Linked DNA regions of Zea mays: region 1 is linked to region 2. The links are chromatin contacts, called in public Hi-C maps. All regions are on one chromosome and are shown on one strand. The core of a region is the stretch at or near the end of the contact, and the rest is flanking DNA. Distances in the headings are between cores, read along the strand shown. Region 1 holds the start of LOC100274222 (DNA repair protein RAD23). Region 2 has its middle 57 kb from the start of LOC103638228.

Region 1 (5,890 bases), core at 1-2,500, 130 kb after region 2:
GGATCGCCACACCGACCGACCGTATCGCAGGAGCATTTAATGCAAGGATGGCCTGACACCTTATCCTGACGCGCACCTTTCAGTCGACAGAGCCGAAGTGACCGCAGTCACTTCGCCGCTCCACTGACCGGCCTGACAAGAAGACAGCGCCGCCTGCGCCGCTCCGACTGCTGTGCCACTCGACAGAGTGAGGCGGACAGCAGCCAAGTCCGACCTCGGGCGCCATAGGAAGCTCCGCCTCGCCCGACCCCAGGGCTCTGACTCGGCCTCGGCCCCGAAAGACGACGAACTCCGCCTCGCCCGACCCCAGGGCTCGGACTCGGCCTCGGCCCCGGAAGACGACGAACTCCGCCTCGCCCGACCCCAGGGCTCGGACTCGGCCCCGGAAGACGACGAACTCCGCCTCGCCGACCCCAGGGCTCGGACTCGGCCTCGGCCTCAGACGATGGTCTCCGCCTCGCCCGACCCGGGGCTCGGACTCGACCTCGACCTCGGAAGACAGACTCGACCTCGGAGGAGCCTCCGCCTCGCCCAGGGCTCGGACCGACCACGTCACAGGGGGGCCATCATTACCCTACCCCTAGCTAGCTCAGGCTACGGGGAACAAGACCGACGTCCCACCTGGCTCGCCCCGGTAAACAAATAATGATGGCGCCCCGCGTGCTCCGTGACGACGGCGGCTCTCAGCCCCTTACGGAAGCAAGGAGACGTCAGCAAGGACTCGACAGCCCCGACAACTGTCCTTCCGCAAGGCTCCAGCGCTCCTTCGACGACCACGACATCACATGAACAGGGTGCCAAGACCTCTCCGGCTGCCACGACGACATGTATTTAGGGCACTAGCTCCTCTCTGCTAGACACGTTAGCACACTGCTACACCCCCATTGTACATCTTGACCCTCTCCTTACGCCTATAAAAGGAAGGTCCAGGGCTCTCTTACAAGAAGGTTGGCCGCGCGGGGGAACGGGACGACGCGTAAAGTCTCTCGCTCTCTCCCACGCGGACGCTTGTAACCCCCTACTGCAAGCATACCCGACCTAGGCGCAGGGCAACACGAAGGCCGCGAGTTTCCCCTTTTGCCTGTCTCCCCTTTTTGCCTCCCTTCGTGTTTCGTACAGGAACCCCGGGGTCGAAACATCGACATATATATATAGAAACCGTAGCAATGTACGCTCATCTGGCTAATATTAGCTTAACAAAACAGCTCAAAGTCGGTCGAGCCAGCCTAACCGTGTATTGGTGTGGGCAACTTTTTTTTCCCAACCGGGCACACTTCCGTTTACATCTATCCCCTCAGCCAGCGGCCAGCGCACAGCGCAACCGCCTCAAAACACCCGCGTGTGCGTGACAGTGCAGCTAGATCCACCCACAACCTCGCCACCACTCTCCACGCCTTCCGATCCAATCACCCGCCCCTTTCACTGACGCCAGGATCAATCAGGCACGGTCCCACGGGACAGCGAGAATATCTAGGTCGACCCTGAGAGCCAGCCGCCAGGCGCTGATTTCTCTTTTGTAGCCTCCGGATTTTTTTTCGCCTATAATTACTCTTCCCCGTGCGCCCTCGCGAGGTCGAACCCCCAAGGCGAGGCGACGAAACCCTCGCCAGTCCCCAACTCGAACCTCAGTCAGGCAGCGTGAGGAGGGAGAGTTCAAGGACCGAGGCGGCGTCGGGCGAGATGAAGCTTAACGTCAAGACCCTCAAGGGCACCAACTTCGAGATCGAGGCGAGCCCCGATGCATCGGTACGGCCCCCTTCCCGTCCTTCTCACTTCAATCCGATCGATTCCGTGCAATTTTTGACCGTTTCCCTGGATTCGGGTGCGGCTCGGTACGATTTCGCGGTTATCTGGTGCAGCGATTGCGCTGCCGGCCGCTGGTAGCGCAGGGGGCTTTGATATGAATCTAGGGTTTTTATTTTGGGGGCGTCCAGCCGGCGGATGGTGGGAGCCCGTTGCTCTCTGGTTTTCTGCATTTTGAACTTCAGTTTCTCACACGGGACATAGTCTAGGGTTTGTCGTTGGTTGGAGTTTGGGGTTTGTGGTTGCGTGTGTTCGTCGTAATTATCACAGTAATGCGGCGCGGTTGCTGTACAGACGGATGATTCAGCATGTCGTGGTGTTCTATTTATGTTGCTCGGCAACGTCTCTAGTCGTGCAGCCTACTCACTGCTTGTAATTTTCAGGTTGCTGATGTGAAGAGGATCATTGAGACCACTCAAGGTCAGAGTACCTACCGGGCGGACCAGCAAATGCTCATATACCAAGGGAAAATTCTCAAGGATGAAACCACTTTGGAAAGCAACGGAGTTGCTGAGAACAGCTTCCTTGTTATAATGTTGTCCAAGGTATTTGGTGCTCTCTGTCTTATCCCATCAGTGATGTGTTCAATAATCTGGTTCTTAACTGGAAACTGTGATTGGTTTGCCTGCAAGTCGTGCCATATTTTGAGTGTTTTGGGTTGGTTGCATTAATTTCACTTTCATATCTTACTTTACTTCAGCTGTTATTGTTACATGTATGGATTGCTAGTAAAATATTAGTAGTTTGCCTTATGAATTATGATGCTCATAAGTTATCTACAGTAGATAGTTGTCTTGTTACTTCTGCTAGTGCTCTGGATGGTGCAGTCATTTGCCTGAGAATTGGCATTGTGACTGATTTCTTTGATGATTTCCATGTAAATTGTAAATTATTTCTTTGAATATCTTGCAAATTGTTATTTGATTTCCTCAACTCTGTATGACCAAGTGATTAGTCTTCCAGAATGGAAGTCTCAGATTCAACATAACACAGATTTGGATTTGAATTATTTCATCTCTTTTCTTTTCCAGTTTCTTCGTATTTACTCTCCATTTTTACTGCTCTTTTGTGAAATACAATGGCTACATTGTCAACTGCTTAGTGCATTTTAAATAAAACTCAACCTTTACTTGCTTGGTCGATGAATTGATTGCTTTCAAGGTGATAATGACAACATAAGATATTGAATGCTTCGTATTGGGTTTTGTGGGGTTTTCCCCTCTTTGTGACTGACCTAAATTTAATTACTTCACAAAAACGAAAATACAACGTTCAGAGTTATGTCGATTTCGTGTGAAGATGTCTTTTAACAGCTTCCATGACCCGTTATATATTTTCCAATTTTTAACTTCAGCTACAGTTGACACTGATTTATTTGGTTAAGCTGCTATTAGCTTCTAATCTTTATGTTCTATCTAATCTGACATGCATGACATGATTTTTTGCTAGGCTAAGGCATCATCGAGTGGAGCTTCTACCGCTACTACTGCAAAAGCTCCTGCAACTCTGGTTAGTTTTGGCATAGTTGATGTAGTTATTTTCGTATTTCGCTAGTGTTCTTCTTCGGGGTTGCAATGTAGAAGTACTTGTGTTGTAAAAATGAATTGCATTCCAAATCTTGTCTGTCTTGTGTGGGATATGAATTGGCATGTCATTAGTGTTCACATGTGTCATAGGACTCATCCATGTTTATTGGTGTACTTTGGGATATGAATTAGCAGATTTAGAATGACAGGCCTGGTGCAGTGTTGATAGCTGTCGCTGTCTCAATGAGTCACCAGGTCGAGGGTTCAAAGCAGCCTCTCCGCATTTGCAGGGGGAAAGCTTGCCTCGGTTTATCCCTTTCCTAGACCCCACTCATGTGGGAGCCTCCGGCATTGGTTTGCCCCCTTTTTTTTATGATTTCAATCACCTAATGTACATGAAGGCAAAAAAGTGGGAGCAATGATCAAATTTAATCCCTTTTTGGTACTTGTCTCATCATAATCAATTTACGCTGTTTGTACATACAAAATAACAAGTATATGGTGCATGAAACTCAATTACTCATGATGAAATAATATCTTGTATTTTTGTTTTGGCATTATTATTACCAACTGTTTTCTGATATTTTGATATGCCATTTAACTTTGCAATAGGCCCAACCTGCTGCCCCTGTGGCCCCTGCTGCATCAGTTGCAAGAACACCAACACAGGCTCCTGTTGCCACAGCTGAAACGTGAGCCATCTTCCCCCCTTCATCTTTTGTGGTAACCCTATGGTTTCTCTTATGCCATTGTTATTGTCTTACACAGGGCACCTCCAAGTGTCCAACCTCAGGCTGCTCCAGCTGCTACGGTTGCTGCTACGTAAGCTCTAGAACCTTTATAATGACTCCTTTGAAATATATCCATTTAATCTTTTGGTTTTAGAAATAAAGAACAAGATTTTATCCCACTTCTGTGTTGTTTTCTTATGTTTGTGGAAGACTGATCAGAGAATTATATCATTAGCTTCATTAATGATCTTTTATAAACTAGGATCTAATAGACTACCATTCTATAAGCCCGTGCATGTTGGACATTTATATTTTGGTTGGGTGTGCACGATGTGGATGGCATAATTGAAAATAGAACATTATAACCTTGTGACGACAAGTATTTATATAAAAGGAGCATATCTGGTGAAAAACTTTAAAAAGGCATCTAAAATCATATCTTTTTCATATTTTTGGAAAACTTGTCATCTATAGATAAAGTTACTATAGTATGCCAGACAGCATTTCAAATGGAGACATCACACCACCATTTGAGAGATACAAAAAGTGTTTTCAAGTCGTCTGACTAATCCCGATTAGTCGGCCTAATCGGTAGACTAAATTTGACCAGACCCACTAATGCGATTAGACTGACCAGAAAACTAGTTGGCCGATTAGTCGATGATTAGTCACGACTAATCGTCCGATTTGAACGACTAATCGTCCGATTTGAACTGGGACGATCAGATTAGACGTGTTTTTGTAGATGGGCTTTTGTAGCTGGGCTGCTGCATCACAAGACAAAAGCTTGCTGCTCGCGCTCCCACAGTCCTTCGCCAAGAGCGTAGTCGCCGCCGTTGCTCAAAGCCACACAACTGTCGATACCGTAGAAGGCCGTGACTGCCGTAGCCGCACAAGGACACAACCGCCGTTCGTCTCTGCAGCCGCCGCACAAGGATGCAGCCGCAACCGTCGCACAAGGACATTGAAGACGCCATGCCGCCCTTAGCCGAAGATAGAGCACCACCGTCACCCCTCGCCTACAAGTTCTAGGCGTGTGTCTGTCTTGCTGTAGCTCCCTCCCCCCTCTGACTGTAAGTTCTAGTGCTCACCCTTGATGGTGAGTGTGATTTTTTTGCTTCTCTGCTTCCCTTGCGGTGTGTTCCCTCTGTTTGATTAGATGTATGCTTAGTCGATCTGGTCGACGACTAATCGTGACTAGTCGACTGGTCGGTAGCTATACGACTAGGTTCGACTAGACGACTTGAAAACATTGGATACATATATAATAATTTAAGGGCCTTAATAGCATAATAGAGGACAATAATTTTACTTGTTCATATTTATCAAACAATTGGTTCATGTATCGCATGACTTTTGAGACCTAGAAGTTATTTGACAATTTGATCCCTTATGTATATGTATATCTAAGGTTATTTATATTTATTTATATATTATTATGTTATAGACAACAACAACAACACTTTTTTGTCCTAAGCAAGTTGGGGTAGGCTAGAGTTGAAACCTAACATAAACCACAAGTCATGTATAGCTATTTTCCATGCACTTTTATTCAAGGCAAAATCTTTTGTTTTATTCCGTCACTTGAAGTTTCTTTTTACTGCCTCTTCCCATGTCAACTTTGGCCTTTCCTTGCCTCGTTCCATTGCTACCATGCCTTAGAATCCCACTATGTGTTAGTGCCTTTGGAGGTCTCTGTTGGACATGCCCAAACCTTCTCAACCGGCGTTGTACAATCTTTTCTTCAATTGATGCTACCCCTAGCCTATTACATATATCATGATTTCAGAATCGATCCCTTCTTAGACGACCACAAGTCTAATGTAACAT
Region 2 (5,688 bases), core at 2,244-4,743:
TCCTGTTTGCCATGGCTGCCGCGCCCTCCCAGCCGTGGAGCTTCCGCGTGCGCGAGCTTCTCTGTTGGCCATCGCTGCTCCCTGGCAGGCTCGCCCGTCCGCGCTCTGCCCAATCCCCAGCTCGGCCGCCCATTTCCCCGAGCTCGCCCCTGCGCTCGGATTTTCCCTCTCGGCCATGGTGCTCTCCTCAGCCGCGACTTGCCAAGTTCCGCCCTTCTCCTCTCTCCCTGCTCACCCAGGTTAGATGGGGATCCACCTGGTGGCGTTCGTGGTAGCGGGGGCTTCCTGTAGGTGTTTCAAGTGTCGGCGCTGCTGATTGGAACCATTGCCCGTCGGTCCAGTGAGTCGTCGTCGATGGGGATCCCCTGCGTGTTTCCCTCAAAGATCACCGCTGCCTCCTCGTCATTCTCCTGTTCATGGCGGACACTCGGACCTGGCTCCCACGCGCGCTCCTCCCCTATTCTACTCCATGGCCGATAGCCCCTGTTCCTCCCCTAGCCGAAGGCCTCAGCCGTCGTCCTTGTTGACCACATCGGACGTCGTGGTTGACCGCCCTGTACCAGTTCACCATGACCACGACCTCGCCTTGGCTCCCTGCTATGCTCGCCCGGCCCGACCCCAAGCGCCAGCACGCGTCCATGGTCGCGTCCGTCGAGTTTGCCAAAGCTCTGTTATGAGTGCCGAACTATACCTATAAAGCCTCGCCGGTGAAGTCCACCGCCATCCTCTGGTCTCAGCTCGTCCCAACACTCGTGCTTGCCCTTGGCTCGCGTTGGCGTTCGCGCTTTCTTGTCATCACTGCGGCGCGCTCGCTCCTCGTCCATCGGACTTCGGCGTGCTCGCGTTTGCCGTTGAGTTGTCAAACCCCGTCCTTCCTTGCTCGACTCCCAAGCCAAATCCCTGATCCGCGTCCGCAGCGCTCGCTTCTCGGATCCTCGTCGCTGCGCCATTATTTTCGTCAAATAGAATTGTCGTGCCGATACGTCGATGTCGTCATTTGCCTCCGCACTGCTACTGGTCGGCGATCTTGTTGTCGTCGTGTTCGCTTCGACTCTACCTCTACGTGCTCGCCTTTGATCACCACTGCAATTTTAGAAGTTTGAGTGAAGAAGTGGAACTTGTGGGGCGCTTGCCAGGAACTCGATAGGAGGCATGAACAAGGATCAGCAACGTTTGCTTGAAATTCTAATTGAATCGGTAACCGTTCTCTAGTTCGCTATTTTTTTATTAATTGATTGAGTCGATGGATTGAATAGTATATTAATCGTAATAATCCTCGTGTTTAGCGCAGGCGCGTTGTGGTAATGTTAAATATATGTGAAGTACGATGGAGTTAGTAATGCGAAAGGTAGATTAATTTATGTGATATTCGGGCGGGCTGATGACGTAAAAGATAGGTTTAGTATTTCTATCGGCTAGTTAATAGATTTTCTAGTGTTATTATGTCGATTTGGTTAATTGATGTAGTCGATGCCCTGCTTAATTAGTTAGCTTATTCTAGGTTTCGTGTTTAGTTCGATGTCATGAGAGATGTGCAAATTACCTCGAGTAATTAACAGTGAATGACATCGACCTATTTAATTAGTGTGGAATTCAAGATAATTGAAAAATGTGATTTAAAAGGGTAATTAGATTGTTTATATGCTGATTTTAAGACTTCGGCTTTCAATAATGGTGAGTCTAACTTTATTAGACTTCTGATGACAAATTGTAACTAAGGAGGATAGTGTGTGTTTATAATTTATTCTTACTTGATAATAGAATTAGATATAATTAAACAGGAGAAACGCGAGTGGTGTAGTTAGTATGTACAGTTCATTATTTTGTGATTATTGCGCTTAGTCATATGTCGATAACTAGTGTTTCCGTATGAAATGGTACAACGTCTCGTCGATAGGTGTTTAATTCGCTGTCGTGTAGCATTATTTAGGTTTGTGATATTCCTGTTTATATGCATTCATGTGCATTATGCAAATCATTTAGGTACGTTTATTGACTACGTGATATGGAGGACCGAAGTTGAGTCGGCAACAAGATGTCGCTGTGCGTGAGCTTCTCCACAAGATGATGCTGATGGACGAACCTAAAGACGGATAATTTGAACGAGTACCAAGACAAAGGATGGTCGTCAAGTGGTCTCCACCTAACAAACACTAACGTAGTGTTTATTCCAGGCAAGCCCCAGTGCATTTGCCACCTCCTTGCTGTTTTAAAATCTTTATCACCTTATATGATGCATTAGGTGATAGGAGTTGTGTGCTAAACAGTTGATACATTTCCTTCCTTGGAAAATTGATTATCCTTCCTTGATACCCTTTTATGAAAATGATTTTTTGATGCTTAGCCTTGCTTAGAAAAATAAAATGTTTTGTTTTAAAACAAAAGGTGATGCTTCACAGTGGATGGGAATTTTTACAAAGAAAAACTTGTGATGGTGGATTCATCATGGCCATGATGGGTTCAACATCTGAAAAGATGTACCTCTGTCAGGTACCAAACTTTGGGTTTTAAATGATAAAGCTGAGACCGGGCGGGTGACTTGCACGAGAAGGAAGTCTCGGTGTAGTGTCTCCGTCTGAGTCGCTTAAGGACCGTGCCGATGTAGGCTTGCTGATTGAGGACCTTTTAACTGGCCACATGCCTCGTCGTAAGCTTTGCCTCGGGCAGACCAATACCAGAGAGGCCAACACGCAATGGGAGTGGAGAGATGGCGAGAGTAGCGTGTACCCTCCGTGCCAAGAGGCTGGATGGTGGTGTATCTGTGCTCTCGGTTGGCGTGAACTCGGTCTGGTCTTGAGAAACCCTGTGGCGTGTTGACATATGCAAGGGTTAAGTGCTACATATATCGTGTGGTTAGAGATCCCCAGCTGGGTATTAATCGATTCGGATCGCCGTTACTTCTCGGACATGAAGACTTGGTCACTGCCCTACACGTAGCAATCAGTGAACTAAAGGGTTGATAAAAAGACGGCTAGTATAGGCCAAGTGCTTGAACTAGGATAGAAAGAACTTTAGATGCAGGTAACTTTACTTAACCTGATAATAAAATTAGATTTTTAAGGATCCACTATTAGTAAGCATTTCTGCAAATAGAGTCTTTGATGCTTGATCAGCCTTACGTTGACTCCCTCAAGCCAGCATATCCTTGAGAGTCTTTTTCTTTTTTCGGGTAAGACTTGCGAAAGTACACTTCGTACTCATGGTTTTCGAACCCATGTTGTTGTAGGTACTAGAATCAGGGGCGGATATTGGGCCTAGGCCACCTAGGACGTGGCCCGGGTCGTAGCCCAAAAATTATATATATATATATAGTACATATTTTGACCAAAAAACCTTAACATTGTTTCTGCGTTCTCTATTTTCCTGTGTGACCGAGCGCCAGCACGAGCAGCAGGCCAGCCGCCACCCGCCAGCGCCCAGCACTAGCAGTACGCAGCACGAGCAGTACGCACTACGCAGCACCAGCACGCACCTGCACGGGCACGGCTGTCGGGTTGTACGCCAGTGGCCAGCACCGCAGCACGCCAGCCAGGCCACTAGGCGCTAGCCGCCAGGCGCCAGGGGCAGGGCAGCCGACACTCCGGCAGCGAGGCCAGGGCCTAGGCGCGCGCGGCGCGCGTGGTGCCACGCTGCTAGTCTGCGGTCTACCACTGTCGTACTGTGTGCCTTCCATCAGCAGTCTGTATTGTAAGTGCTCTTCTCATTTTTTTTAGTTTTTTTACTAGTGAACAGCGAGCTAAATACTAAATTGTTAAATGCCAGTTTTGCATTGGTTTATCATCTCATTGAATTAGCCTTAATTTTGCCTGTTGCAACTGCCACGGTTGAAAGAGCCTTCTCAGCTATGAAAATCATCAAGACAGAATTAAGAAATAAGATGAGAAATGATTGGTTGAATCATAGAATGGTATGCTATATAGAAAGAGATATCTTTGCAAGTATTCAAAGTGATGATATTTTATACCATTTTCAAGAATTGAAGAGTCGAATGAAAAAGCTACCTCCACAAAGTTTAAGTGGTATATTTTTGTACTCACTTATACATTTTTGTATTCATTAGTTATATTGTCATATTGTATCTCTTATTTTATACAAATATTTAACTTGCAATGTGTAGGTTCAAATTCACGTGCTAACGTTGATGAAGTTATTAGAGGCGCGGAAGAACCAAATCGTCTCTAATTAGGTACTTTTATAGTTTTAATCAAGTTTATTTCATTTTTAGATGCTGAATTGAAGTAAATACTATTTTAGTCTACGTTTATGGTATATTTTGTTTTAGCGGTATATTTAGCCGCACAATATATTACAGGTTTTTTTAAAGTAACCTACAAGTTTTATAGAGTGGCCTAGGGCGTTAATTTTATAAAGCTCCGCCACTGACTAGAATTGCGCTACTATGGATGGTGTTAAGCGCCAGTGGGCACGGCCTTCTTATAAGTCTAAGTACTTCTCCTATACTTCTAATTGAGGATTGTCACTGAGCTAGCATATATTTCAAACTTATAAATGATTTATAACATTTCAAAGTTTATTTCTTTGAATCACCTTGTAACCACTCCGATAAACATAATGTAAATTTGTTGTAACTTGTAACCTTTTGTAATAAAGAAATTCTGCTGCAAAAATGTTGGTGTGTGATTTGTGTTTACTTAATTTTGCGATCCTGGTTGTAAGTGGTTTATCCGAGGTCCTTGGGGCACTCGGACGGATCCTGTTAAGTTATCTAGTGCACATGCATAGCCGTTTGAGATCTTTGAGACAGGGCAGGTGCATGTGGGCCCAATAACTTGGGAGGTTCTGCCACAGCTGGTATCGGAGCAAGATTAAGTATAATACGATCACATACGTATTTTCAAAACAAAGTTTTGATTTTGAAAAACCTATTTTCAACTAAACACATTGTTTGGTTATGAAAAACATATTTGAAAACTATAATGCTAGCGACATCCTCTGTTAAGCGCTAAACTAAGGTAAATGAGATCAATCACTTGATTTAAATCTCTTTACTCACTACTAGTCTTTAAATAACTATTAATGTGTTATTTTTAATTTGATGGATTTGAGGTGTTACAAAACCTACCCCCTAAAAGGAATCTCGTCCTCGAGATTAAGGAACTTCTGAAAATAGCTAGGGGAATTCCATTCTGAGTTCGTCTTCTCTTTTCCAAGTAGTCTCATCTTCCGAATGATGAATCCACTGAACTTTGCACATATTGATTACTTTACTCCGAGTAATTCTGCGAGATGTTTCCAAAATTATAATCGAATACTCAAAATAAGTCAAGTCTTCATTAACATTCAGTTCTTCCATGCGTAGCTGTTCTTCTGGTACTCTTAAGCATTTCTTGAGTTGTGACACATGGAATACGTCATGCATGCCTGATAAACTATCGGGTAGTTCCAACTGATATGCCACTTCTCCTTTCCTTTCCAAAATTTTGAATGGACCGATATAACGGGGTGATAATTTGCCTTTAACTTTAAATCTTCTCATTCCTCTCATTGTAAAACCTTAAGATACACGAAGTCTCCAACTTCAAAGATTAATTCTCTTCTTCTATTGTCATCATAGCTTTTCTGCCTTGATTGTGTTGTTTTCAGATTCTCTCTAACAATCTGCACTTGCTTTTCTGCTTCTTGGAGAATTTCTGGACCAAATACTTGACTTTCTCCGGTTTGATTCCA

Evidence for each region. Hi-C and Micro-C count contacts between places; a contact is called where the count stands out from the background.
Region 1: a contact with region 2 is called in a Hi-C map of ear, with 2.8 times the contacts expected there. The contact joins the promoter of LOC100274222 here to the enhancer-like site in region 2. A contact is called at or near these places in 3 of 25 Hi-C or Micro-C datasets (ear, leaf and tassel).

The regions. Positions count from the first base shown.
Region 1 is chr9:34,227,089-34,232,978 of Zm-B73-REFERENCE-NAM-5.0, forward strand. LOC100274222 (DNA repair protein RAD23) reads left to right here and starts at 1,251. Exons shown (of 12, transcript NM_001148593.1): 1 at 1,251-1,746; 2 at 2,187-2,348; 3 at 3,253-3,312; 4 at 3,942-4,021; 5 at 4,098-4,151. The coding sequence starts at 1,681.
Region 2 is chr9:34,097,143-34,102,830 of Zm-B73-REFERENCE-NAM-5.0, forward strand. No RefSeq gene overlaps it. Among protein-coding and RNA genes, the nearest start is that of LOC103638228, 57 kb to the right of the region's middle. Within about 2 kb of position 3,494, at least 15 of the 20 cell types and tissues checked have an H3K27ac peak or open chromatin away from gene starts, as enhancers often do. A contact at or near this core is called in ear, leaf and tassel, where this site is marked.